2 separate regions of the Mus musculus genome follow, and region 1 is linked to region 2. A link is a contact called in public Hi-C data. All regions are on one chromosome and are shown on one strand. Each heading gives the region's core, a stretch centred on a gene start, on an enhancer-like site or on the middle of the called end of the contact. The rest is flanking DNA. Distances are from core to core; before and after follow the strand shown. Region 1 overlaps Prkacb (protein kinase, cAMP dependent, catalytic, beta). Region 2 holds the start of Gm40167 (a long non-coding RNA gene).

Region 1 (6,324 bases), core at 856-3,355, 400 kb after region 2:
CAGCCACTGATTCTAGGGGATACAAACAGGCCCCTCCCCTCCTTCATGAGTGATGTACACACCTGTAAAGGCAGAGCTGTCAGCTCACTTCAAGCCTTTTAGATAGAACCAACTTTCTCCTTCAAACCAAACCAAACGACCAACCAGCCAACCAACCAACCCACCCATCAAACACTGACAGTTGAGGCAAGATGTGTGAAGCTATTTCAGTGTCTGCCAAATGCATCCATGCCATGGGATCCAATCCTACCTGGATGTAACCCTGGTGGTCAATTAAGAGGTTTTCCGGCTTGAGATCTCTGTAGATGAGGTCGAGGGAATGAAGGTACTCAAATGTTAGCACAATCTGGGCTGCATAGAAACGGGCGTGGGGCTCACTGGAAAAGAGAAAGCAGTTTCCTGTAGAAACGGGTGAAGAATGCTCGCTCGTGGATTATACACTAAATGCAAACGGAGTGGATGCATTTGGGGAGAGGGTTTCCTTATTCAAATATTGGTGAAAAATTTGTCATTTTCCAAACATCTATTGCCTTCAAATAACACATCTTATTGCAAGTTATCATTGCCCAAACTGGGAGCTGGTGATGCCATTGTAAATACAGCTGCCCTTGAGAGGATGGTCTAGAAGAGCCCCCACCGCAGTTCCCAGGTCCCAGGCTCCACTCACTTTCCTACCACAGCTCAGGGGTTTAAGGAGTTTCATTATACAGAACTGCTTAGCTGCATTCATCTGAAGATCAACACTGTCCCCTATTCACTGACTGGCACACACTCGGCATCATATAAAATCCTGGTAAGAACACACACAATCCCATCTAGAACTATACAGGCAATCTTGTCACTCAAGTTTCCTAATCTCCAACCGGGCACGTTTATAGTCACATAGACACAATCTGTACCTAAGTCATATATCTAGAAACTCTGACATTAGTGCAATTTTCATGCTATAACCTTAGAATTATTTGAAAATGGTATACCAAATTTCTAATTGGAATTTGTAGTTAATTTTCAAAAACATTCATTGAGTGTTTGCTAATCTGTCTGATAATTTTTTATGATTTTCAGACTTGTGTCTTTAATAAACAACCTCAATTACTGATAGAATTTCAAGGGATGGCAGCAGAATCAGAGATACCTAAGAGGACGTGGACACCTGCTGCTCTTTGTGCCCATCAGCATAGCCCACAGGTCCTTCCTTGCCACACTCACTTCAGGTGCCCAAGAAAAACTGGCTAATTTTTGGAACAAGCAGAGGTATTTTACATTGCCTCTCCAGTTTCAGCCAGGTCCCAACAAGAAAATAAAGAATGAGGGGGGCTCTGGAGTAGATATTGGGGGACTCCTCCCTGGTTTGGGGCATGAAGCCCTGAGAATTTGATCTGGAAGACCCCATTATATCTTCTCTCCTCATCTGTAACTATGAGGTCTGCTTGGTGTCGCCTTTATTTGTTTATTCAACCTAATGCTTGTGTGAAGAAATACAGAGAATGTACCAATCCAGTAATCAAAATGTTGAAATGCAAGAACATATTCTAAATGCAATGCATTAAAGCAGCTTTAAGTGAAGAACCAGTCTAAGTCAAGACTCAAATGACTGACTAGACTGATAAAAGTCACACTGAGCCATTACTTAAGTCCCCTTGTAAGAAAATGCAGTGCTTAGGGTTCACATACAGCAAATGAGAGCTCAGGGATCATTCTAGTCAGCTTGCTTTTCTTACGGCTGCAGGTGGGGCAGCCTCACAGGAAAGAGACAAGGGCTTACAGAAAAGGACAGGTTTGGGCGTGGCATTTCAGTGTAAGCACAGAAGGACAACAGGGACAAGGGCATGGTTGCAATACTTTAAGTATATAGGGCTTCCTTAGAGTCACAGAACAAAGAACGGAGCAGAACCACAGACAGGGTGATTGGAAAGAGGTGAAGACAGGACGTAAAAGAAGATCATCAATGTCAAAGAGAAGCCACATTTCACTACAGTCTCCATGCACTAGGTTTCCCTTGCACTAAAGGTCAATGAATGCATCTTGGCTTAGGCTCAGGCAGCTCACATAACAAATGGCTGCTTCTGTGTTATTCTCTTGTGATGACACAACTCTACGATCTATGAGTCAGTCATCAGTCCACGGAAACTCACACTTCCGTTTAACTGAATTCTGAATACTGAGTGAAACTTATTCTGGTCTTAATCTTAAGATACATTTTATAAATGATTACTAATTAACAGTTGTCGCTATGAACCTTGTACATAGATAAAAATTGAAGCATGTTAGTAAAAACTTGGCACATTACTAATTATATATGTAAATATAATTGTGTATGCAATTTGTATATACATTTAAGGAACTCCACATGAGAAAAGCTTTAATATAAGTCTAAAAAGACTTTATAACACAACCTCATCCATCACCATGATCACTATTACTTTTATGTCTTCTTCCTCATATTCGCTCAATCAAATTTGTTATAAATGCCCACTAAGTATTATTAGGAGTCACATAGCATGTGTTGTTATATATCTCAAATACTATTATTTTTTTTCAAAACATGTTGGTTTTTTAAATTTAAATTTTTTATTTTTAGAAATTCTTCAAATCAGGTCACACTACTTACCAGTGGAAGAATATTTAAATTAGTTTCATGGTGCTCTCATTTGAAATGTAAAGCTCATATCTGTCATAGCTTCCTATTGCTGTGCTCACCTAGTACTTCCTATGGATAAAATGAGTTAATTGACTCAGATGTGTTTTGGCTTAAAGTAAATGCAAGCATGGGAAGACTCAGGAGGAGGACGTGCGCGCGCGCGTGCGTTACCTGAACCTTCCAATTCTTCTCAGATGTGAGAACATCTCTCCCCCAGGGACGTATTCCATAACCATGTATAAATTAGAATTATCCTATGAACAAATAACAAGTACCAATTATAAAACATTTTAAGATGACAGCATGTTCAATTAGAAAGGGCAAAGTCAAAATCCATTTAACAGATCAATAGAAATGAGTGGGAGAGACACGAAATAAAAAGTGCTCTAGTTTTCCACACTCATCTCGACCCCCTTAGTATTCCAGCCACAAAGAAACCTGAGACTTTTGCTGTTCCTCTTCTTGAAGGGGACATTTAATTCAGAATAATGAAATATTACAACAATGACATACTAGCACAGCATATGCAAAGAAATAATAACATTGAAAACAATTTGGAAAAGCTAATAAGACTATTGACATTTTCTGTTTGAAAGCTGGATGGCTGTCTATGTTAAGGACTAGGCAGGAGCAAGGTGCCGCCTGTGCTCAGCAGTCCTGAGAAGCGTCACTCCACAGAACCAGGGCAGCGCGGATTTGAAGGATCCACCTCCACTTTAGCTGACTTAGCAACAGTGGCACAGAGGTCGTTCTCCTGGTTAGCAAAGCAACAGCAACAATAAAGCCACAAAAGCCCAGAGTACAAATCAGTACACGAAGGAAAATCTCCAGGCCGTCACAGGAAGGGTTTACGCTCTGCAGAACATGCGTAGCATCTTCATTTGAATGAGCATAAGACTGACTAGGAAGATGTCCACCCGTGCATCACTGATCCAGAAAGAAGCAGGACTCCCTCAACGTTGCCCCAGCTCACAAGCACAACGGGCTGATCACACACAATCCAGGGCTTAGAGTGTTTGCTCACGTCCACTCTCTAGTTTTATCATTTCACCAGGCTTCTCCTACTGTTTCACGTGCCAAAAGCATATCTGGGTGGAAATACCTTCATTAGGTATTTCCTAATGGGGCAACTGACCTTAAAAGAGTACTCCAGCCGCACAAGGAACGGGAACTCCACGGCCTGCAGGATTCTCTTCTCATTCAGAGTGTGCTCTATTTGCTTCAGCTTAACAACCTGCAAGGGGAAGACACAGACGTCAGTGTATTTCAACAAATTTAAATGTTGTTATCATTTCAAAGAAAAATATCTTGCATGTAATAATCACAACGGATGAACAGGATTACTAGACCTCAATAAAGAAAATAGTAACAACCAGGGTGGTAAGAGTCAAGTTTGCAGCCTAGCAGAGTCCCAGCCTCTATCTTCTGGGCAGGTATGCTCCAGCTGTGCTGAAGTGTGTCTACTATCCCAACACACGGGAGGAAGACTCAGGAAGAGTACCATAAATTCAAGGCTAGTTTAGGCTATGTAGTGAGATACCGTCCCAAAACAAAACAAAACAAAACACAGTCAACTGTAAATCAAGTTAAAAACAAGGGTTAAATAGGAACAAAAAGCAGACCCATTACTTTAAAAGGTACTATTTGAAAAATATTTGCTGCTAACAACATGATCAAATCATTATCTCAGTAAGTAGCAGAAAATTAAAGATCAAAGAAGTCAACTATATTCACATGAGATATAATATGATTAAGATAGACATTAATTCAAAATATATAAACTGGTAAGGCATATATGCTTAGCCACTTTTTAATGTAAAAGTTTAAATAATTAGCTACTTAAACTGAATTGACTTTCAATTGTGCTTATCTACTATATATACACCATCAACAATGACACTGAAGGGACAGGTTAAGAAGTGTCTGCCTTCATGCTGCAGAGGATTTACCTGTAAATAGCAATCCATGAGCGGCCGGCAAATGACAGCCATGATTTCATAAGCTGTCAGCAGAGAAACTGCTTACTTGAGGCTGAGGACAGAATCTTCATTTCTAAAATTATGATGCTTTAAAATGTCATGGTATATGACACAAGTCACGTGGTTAATTTACTGCCTGACACACAGTAAAGCTCAAAAAAAAAGTCAGCTGTTACTACAACTTATTTAAAAAAAACAATAAGAGCTGAGATGACTTTAAAAGCTAGTTATCAGGAGAGCTGGAAGAAAAGCTGGGTTCAGGTTACCCCTAGAACCAGTCCCAGGAGGGAAAACACGCGGAGACAAGCAAGAATGATGATTTCTTTTAGCGATGGATGCTTAAGGATAGACGGTGCTTCTGAAAACGTGGTAAAGAACGTGTCAGAGAAAACTTTAGATAAAGTTCCTATATTAGCTTCAAAATTCATATATGGGCCACACAGCATCCCCTTCCCCTCAGAAAATCGTGTATCCTTTCAATCAGAGAAGTAGCCACAGAGAGCACGTATGACGGCATGAGGTGAGAGACTCCTGTGTAGTTTGGGAGACAATTATGACAGGCTAGGAAGTAGGGGAAGCTAGAGCTCAACTCGGACTTAATAAACTTAATAAATGTCACAGGCTTTCAGATGAGTCAAAGAAATGCTATGGTAGAGTAAAAAATCTGTGTCAGAGAGGAAGGAAATACAAGAAAGAAGTCTAGAGCTTGCAAATCATGGTGTTGCTATAAAAAAACTAGCTGACATTGACTGGGCATCAAACAAGGAAGACTCTTGGAGATAAAGTACATTTTAAAGAGACAATGAAGAGGAGTACGGCATGAAATCGGATAAACCTCGGCCAGCATCCTAGTCTACCTTACTAGCTGTCAGACACTGGGAAATAATGTCGCGCAGTGGTTAGCTTAGAAAAGGGACAACAATACCACATGCAACTGTGAAGACTTACTGATACAACTGGCACATGCTTGTTACATGTGTGTATATATGCAGACATGTGTGAATATTTGCACATGTGTACATATGCTTGCCTGTGCTCCTGTGTGTGTGTGTGTGTGTGTGTATGCTAGCAGTATCTGACGCACTGTAGAAAGAAGTAATGTGACTGCCTCAATTTCTGTACTGATTTTAATCCCATGGACTCTAAGGCCAGAGAAGCTAAGCATAGCTAACTGAATGATTTTTATGATCTTACTGACAAAAAGGGTTATTATAGCTTGTTATTTTATTACTTATCTCAAGCAAATTAAATAAACAAAAATCCAAATATAAAAGTTTTCACAGTGATTTATGCCAAGACACAGTGTATTGCAGTAACAGAAATGACATCAACTTGCAGTTACTTTTCTGCAAACTCCCATGCCCATGCCCATGACTTATCCACGAGGTGAGGCAGCCACCTTAGTAATTACTTCACAGGTTCTAAAGGACGAAAAGGAGAAGCTAAATATGTCTTTCCAAATATTTTAAAAATGAGCATGGTAAATATCATTACCTTTTCTTTGAAATAAAGCATTTTATGAATTCTTTAAGAAAGATAACATATTAGAAGCTATTCTGACAGTATTTAATACACACTATAATGACAAGTTTATAAATAAAAGCTGAAGCTGAAGCCTCTTGTTTTTTGTTCCCAGTGTGAGCAGGTGAGCTGGTAACCCTTTGAGATCCACAACCTCATCATCAGAATAGAGACAGGAAGTAA
Region 2 (6,272 bases), core at 3,344-5,843:
AAACATTTTGAAAAGCCTACTTAGTATTATAACAATTTAATACTTTTTATATGGCTGCTGTCACAACACAGATTTAGGCCATGGAGTCTAGCAGCACAGCCACTGCGGGTGAAACAATTTAAAAGTTCGAGGGAAGCAAAGCATTTGGTGTTATGAGAGCAGAGATTTGGGGAGTAGCCTTCTTTGTGGCATTTCCAATTTCTGTTGTCATTACTCTTACATGGCTGCTGCACCAGCAGTCTCTCAGATCCGGAGGCAGGGTAGCCTCACCCGTCTTAATAACATTGATTGGCACAGCAACACAGGAGAGTGTTGGATAAGTGAAAAGGGAATGGGAGAAGGAGGGGGGATGGCTGGCAGGTGGGTGGGGGTAGGGCTAGTTTGATGGATGGATGCTTAGATGGATGGAGGGAGGGAGGGATTATTGAATGGATAAATGGATGGATGGATGGATGGACGGATGGATGGATGGTTGTTTGCATAGAGGGAGGGATGGGTTGGGATGATGGAATGAGGGAATGGTTGAATGGATGGATTGGAGGGAGGGAGGGATGGCTGGCTGAAGTGACAGGCAGAGAAGGTAAGGAGTGTGAAAGTGCCAACTATGTGGCACAGAACACTGGTGACAGATCTTCATCATTCTTCCTTGTACATGTCAAATACTGACGAAGTACCTGCTGTGTGTGAGTCACAGTCACAGTCACAGACAGGGGCGTACAACAGTGAGTAAAACCGTATTGCCCTCATGATGTTTACTGTCAGTGATGGAAACAGATACGAACTGCAACTGATCCCAATTTTAGGAAGTATTATGTATATAAAATGAGGTGTGGATTTAGTGTCGTCAGGGTCGAGAGAGTGTAAGTACTGCAGGTTGGATGAAAAGGTGTCCTGGATGTTGGTGTAAGAATGAAAGGACAAAGGACAAACTTGATCCTGATTCGATCCCAAGGCCAGGGCCAAGAAACAAAATCCCACCAATCCCTGCCTGGGCTTTCCACAGAAACCCACCAATCATTAAACACTAAAACCCACCAGTCCCTGGACAGGAAAACCCACCAATCCTGAGCTCACCCAAGCTCAGGAATTGAAATCTCACCAATCCTCATTCTGGAAACCTTCACCCAGGAAAGCTCCACCCCCACCCCAAATCCTATATATAAATCCTGTGCTCTGCCTAGTTCCCTGCTGTTTCTCTCCCAAGCAGAGGCAGTCTCCCTCCTGGGTTTTTCCCTCCCGACAATCTCTTGTGTGAGGTTTGTTGTACAGCGTGGCTTTATGCTTTATGGTATTCCTTTATGGTGTCTCCGAACTGCTAGGATACCTCTCAGAGCAGAACTTGGATAAGGGAATCCTTCGCCTGCAACTGAAGGAGAGCTGGGACACTTCTATAGGGAAGCCTTTCTGTTCGGAGCCAGGGCACTTAGAGTTGGGAACCAAGAATACCACCAAGTGGCAGGGGGCAACAACCCTCACATAAGAGAGTTGTTGGGAGGGAGAACCCCAGGAGGGAGGCAACCTCTGCTTGGGAGAGAAGCAGCAGACTGCAGTAGACAGGGGTTGTACAGGATTGCTTAGGGGCAGGGCTTTCCAGGGTGGGGAGTGGCAAGAGTTCTAGTTTGACGCTTGGGCCTTTTACTGTATAGGGCAGGAGCTGGGGCTGGCCATTAGGACAGTTAATGTCTGTAAGTGGAACCTGGTGGGTCATGGTCTTCGGGGGAGGGGCCTGGCCACTTATGTGCCTCAAGGGACTTACTGAGATGCAGTCGAAATGTCAGGACTATGCAGAGTGTCATGAAGTTGACTGTGGAGTTTCATCTCCGGAATGGGAGCTTCTCCCGAGGGATGGCAGAGATCCTTCCACTGAGAGCAGGGTGGCACTGTTCCTGATCACACCGTGTTACTGAAAGAGAGAAAGAACACAGGGCTTTCTTGCTCCACACCCTCCCTACAAGCACGGACATCTCCACCATCTCGTCATCCAGACAGCCCAGCTCCTCCTCCGAGCGCCCCAGGCTTCCATGGATCAGTAGTACATCTTGGATGTAGATCCCACCACATTCCCCAAACCTTCCTTCCCAGCAGCCGTCTCAGCTTCCAGTTAGTCTTGAGCTTGCGGCCACTCCTCCCCTCTCCTGCTGCAGGATTTCTCCAACCACACATCACAGTCCATTAGTGAGCGGGTCAGGCCATCAATACAGTGGACGTGAGAAGCCTTTTACAACAGGGCAGACTAGACTGGAAGCTGTTGGATCACACTGTGTGTACGTCTTCAGCGTGAAGGGTGATAGTGGCAGCCCTGTTATGTGAACCTTCTCTCACCCTGGAGACAAGCTCCCTTACCATGGTACATCTGTGGCAATGCTGAACGTTCCTAGAATTGAGAAGATCTCTGTTAAGCTCAGATTTTCTCTGAAGCCCAAGAAGGTGTAAATCACTGACACTATTTGAAATGTAGTTTTGTTCTAAGCATAAATTTATTTCTCAAATAGGAATATTGCCTGGTATCACATCAAAATGGTCCCAATTATTCTTCCAGTTTAAGTACGCACAGATCTTCCCATAGCTAGCAAAAAAATCGGGGAGGGGAGGGGGGCTTGATGGCAACACTCTGAGGAATATGACCCATGAGGCAAACATACAAGGCAAAGAAAGTCATGAAGTATTTGTGCCAGAGAACCACCTAGAACCTCCCAGAGCTCAGAGCTTTTTGACGTACTTCCAGCTATGCCACACTATTAGGAGTCTGTAAACTCTGCTTCTGACACAGATTCAACTAGGATCCAGTGAGGTCCTACTTTGCATGATGTAGGGTTTATCGTTTGTGTTGGGGACATCGTGGGTGGGGGGTGATTCTCCTGAGGAGGCATCAAAGAAATATTTTTTTCTCAGAAATAAGAAGGTTGCAGACTGGCCAAGAAAGATTCTGGTGGATCCATCTTGGTGAAGTAAGCAAGATCACTCTGATTACCTACAGCAGCATGGGCTGATGGTGAGCGGCTGGACCACACAGCTCCAAGCCCTGCCTAGCTCCCGCTGTCTATGGCTCCAAGTCTAAAGCAGAACTCAGACAAAGCCGGGTGCAGCTCTCCCTAGTGTTAAAGCATAGTGGGTGGCCATAGGCTCCAGGGATGGAAGGAAGGAGCAGATGAAAGCCAACTTCAGAAGTTCTGTGTCCATGAGAGCTGCCCCACCCTAGCACATACCGGGAATGCTTGGCCAATGCTGATCAAACGTGGGAAGAATGGTCTATCTCACTTCAGCATGGCACAAAGGACAGCTTAGTGGTATCTTGTTGCAAGATGAACCCAGGATTCTAGGGACTACACCATGCCCCAAATGCTCATCTCTCGAGAAAAACTGGCGACGCTGTGGAAATTTGGGGAGAGTCGTGTAACCCAAGGTTTATCATTTACTAGGTAACGCCTGCTTTTCCCCCAGGGGCAAAGGGAGACGATGCCTGTTTGTTTATTTAAGGTGTTCTGTTTTGTTTTGAGACAGGATCTCGTGTAGCCCAGGCTGGCTTCAAACTTTCTATGTAGCTGAGAATGACCTTGAACCTCTGACCCTCCTGCCTCCAACCCCTCACTGGAAGGTACTGGGTATCCCGTGACAAACGCGCCTGCTTTCTGCCACAGAGCAGCTGAGTCATCATCATCAAGCCCTTAGCAAGTCAACAGCTGGGGATGGATTATGGAGAGCCACACATCTAGAGAAAAAGAATGAGCCCAGCCCTCCCTAGACCAACAAAAGCATTTCGGTAGCCGTGTGGCTGAGCCAGCGGGGCAAGGGATCACTGGTTGTTACAAAGTGGTTGCTTTTCTTATCAAATCCAAAGCCCTCCTGCAGGTAGGAAGGTCTGTGGGTGCTGACCTGGTGGTCCAATGTTTACCAGGCATGAAGGAGGTTCCTGGAGTTGATGCCCAGCACTGGAAAAAACAGGTAAGGAAGAATGGAGGTGAAGCTGGCAAGTGTGACACGCCCCTCTCCCGAGAGAGAGAGCAGGGTGAGAGCCTGAAGGGAGGGACATCTTTATACTACCAATGACAGCTGTCAGGCAGCACCAACGGAGAAGCTGGTGAAGCTGGTTCAGTCTAACAATTATCTGTCTCTCTATCAGATTGCTAGATACTTGATCAGTTCAAGACAGACCAGCATGGATTTTCAAAAGCTGTGACTCCTGCCTTACAGCCACTCACAAAAGGAAGTGACCTCATGGGCTGCCCGCGGGTGCCGCCACCCACAGAATGAACAGCACTTGCTGTGGGTCACAGCCGGGACTGAAGTCCAGGAAAGTTGCTAGACCCTGGGCTCCTTTAGTGACTTGCTGTGATAAAACCATTCTGACAAAGCAACTTAAAGGAGAGGGGTTCAGGCCAGCTGCCCAGGCTATAGTCCACCATGGCAGGAAGTTCCGGCTGCAGGAGCCTGAGAGACCTGCTCACATCACATCCAGTCACAAGAGAGCGACGAATGCGCCAGTCTTAGTGCTGAGCTCATTTCGTCCACTTAGGCAGTCCCATGCCAGTCACAACTAAAGTGCATCTTCCCACACTGCTTAAAGAATCAAGACATTGCCCCAAGCACATGCTCAGAGCCCCTGATCATCACACAGACCAAGCCAACCCTTCTTGAATTCTGTCATCCACTGCTAGCCTATGATATGGCCTTTCCAAGGTTCTTAAATCTTTCTGTAGGAGGGTCAGAGAACAGTGTGGTTCAAATGCTGGATCTTACATCCCTGAGCTTGGTCGTACGTTCAACATCCCTGGATTTCCCCACAAAAGAGTTGACCTTGAAATGACCCACTCTGTGCCATCTCCTCGAGTCTGCATCAGTCCAGATATAGACCGGTCACTGTCAGAGCTAGTCTCAGCACAGGAAGCAACCTGACTCATCTTCCACAGGATAATTCCAGCCCATGGCCTGTGGGTCACATGGAGCCCAGAAGAGCTATCAATACAGTCCAACCCAAAGTCATAAAGTGACTTAAAGTATTACAAATTTGGGGGCAATATTTTAGGTTTTTTTTTTTTTTTGTTATTTTTGGGTTTTGTTTTTATTCAATTCTGATTCTTAAGCATGAATGGTCACAATGTCAAAATGTGAACGAGCAAACCACCATTTTGAATCCCCAGTAGACAGATTCTTGGCAGAGAAGGAGGCAATCCGGCCCCTCTGTCTCATGCATGGACATTGTCTATTTCCCCTTTAATGCCTAGAATTGACTCTGTAAATATTCTAAGAATAAAACCAATATGACTAAGCAGAATCTGGGCCTGTATGACCGTAGCTTTGGCCACAACTGTAATCAACTTACAAGTATTTATTATTCTTATTCAGTAAAGTTATAACATTCTTATTTTGAAACCTAAACTGGCTGAATAAAATCTCAGGCTGTTGCTGGGCATAGTGGCACACACCTTTAATCCCAGCACAGCCCCAGGAGGAATCGATCACTCTCCTTATCCTTGATATTGGCAATACTCTAAAATAAGAAAAGGGCTCCCTTCTGGTGTTTCTGCTTGAGCTAGGCTGCTTGTGGGTCCACCCAGGGCAATCTCTCTCTCTCTCTCTCTCTCTCTCTCTCTCTCTCTCTCTCTCTCTCTCTCTCTCTCCTGGTGCTGTGGATGAAAATCAGGGTCTTGTACATAATACGTAAGTGTTATATCACCTAGATACACTACACACCCAGGTGTCCCAGGGGCTTATCCCCTAAGGGACCCAATTACTGTTTGTTTTAACCAGTTGCTTGGTTCTTTGTGCAGACTACAAAATAGAATCACCTAGAGAGCTATTAAGGTCTGATGTCAGCACAGGACTTCCTGTATGTTGATCTGTTGATCTTCCATAGAGCTTTTTTGTTTTGTTTTTGTTTTTTTATGCTTCTGTTGTTTTTTTGCATTGTTGGGGCTGGGACCCAGGGCTTCTCACATGCTAGGTAAAGTGCTGTATTCTAGACCATGGTAGATATTTTTCAGAGTTATTCAAATTATCCAGATGTGTAGACAAACCTGGACTCAGTTTTTATATTCCCATCCTTATGGCTACCCACTAGCAGATGATGTTTCTGCACCCCAGGCTCCTGGGCTGTAAAATGGTGATAATAATACAATTTCTCCATGATTTACAATAATACATATTTTATTATCACACAGCAACAAAGCCTGGAATGCAGTGGGTGCTCAAAATGGCTGCCACCATTGTTATTGATATGTTAGACCTGCGTGTGAAGTATCCACTGGACAGATTTGGATGGGAGTGGGGGGTGG

What was found. A called contact is a pair of places that touch in the nucleus more often than the background predicts.
Region 1: a Hi-C map of bone marrow-derived macrophages shows a contact between it and region 2, with 19 read pairs. The contact joins two enhancer-like sites. A contact is called at or near these places in 7 of 484 Hi-C or Micro-C datasets (B cells, bone marrow-derived macrophages, cerebral cortex and 3 more), 9 of 115 datasets of contacts at active chromatin or transcription factors (bone marrow-derived macrophages, embryonic basal ganglia, embryonic forebrain and 6 more) and 3 of 9 other capture datasets (adipose tissue, embryonic stem cells and pancreatic islet).

Annotation. Positions count from the first base shown.
Region 1 is chr3:146,747,671-146,753,994 of GRCm38.p6, forward strand. It overlaps Prkacb (protein kinase, cAMP dependent, catalytic, beta), which reads right to left. Exons shown (of 10, transcript NM_011100.4): 4 at 3,777-3,875; 5 at 2,813-2,895; 6 at 251-377. Among named protein-coding and RNA genes, the nearest start is that of Prkacb, 62 kb to the right of the region's middle. Within about 2 kb of position 2,106, at least 8 of the 459 cell types and tissues checked have an H3K27ac peak or open chromatin away from gene starts, as enhancers often do. A contact at or near this core is called in bone marrow-derived macrophages, where this site is marked.
Region 2 is chr3:146,345,943-146,352,214 of GRCm38.p6, forward strand. Gm40167 (a long non-coding RNA gene) reads left to right here and starts at 492. Exons shown (of 2, transcript XR_867699.1): 1 at 492-3,942; 2 at 4,121-5,272. Within about 2 kb of position 4,594, at least 10 of the 459 cell types and tissues checked have an H3K27ac peak or open chromatin away from gene starts, as enhancers often do. A contact at or near this core is called in bone marrow-derived macrophages, where this site is marked.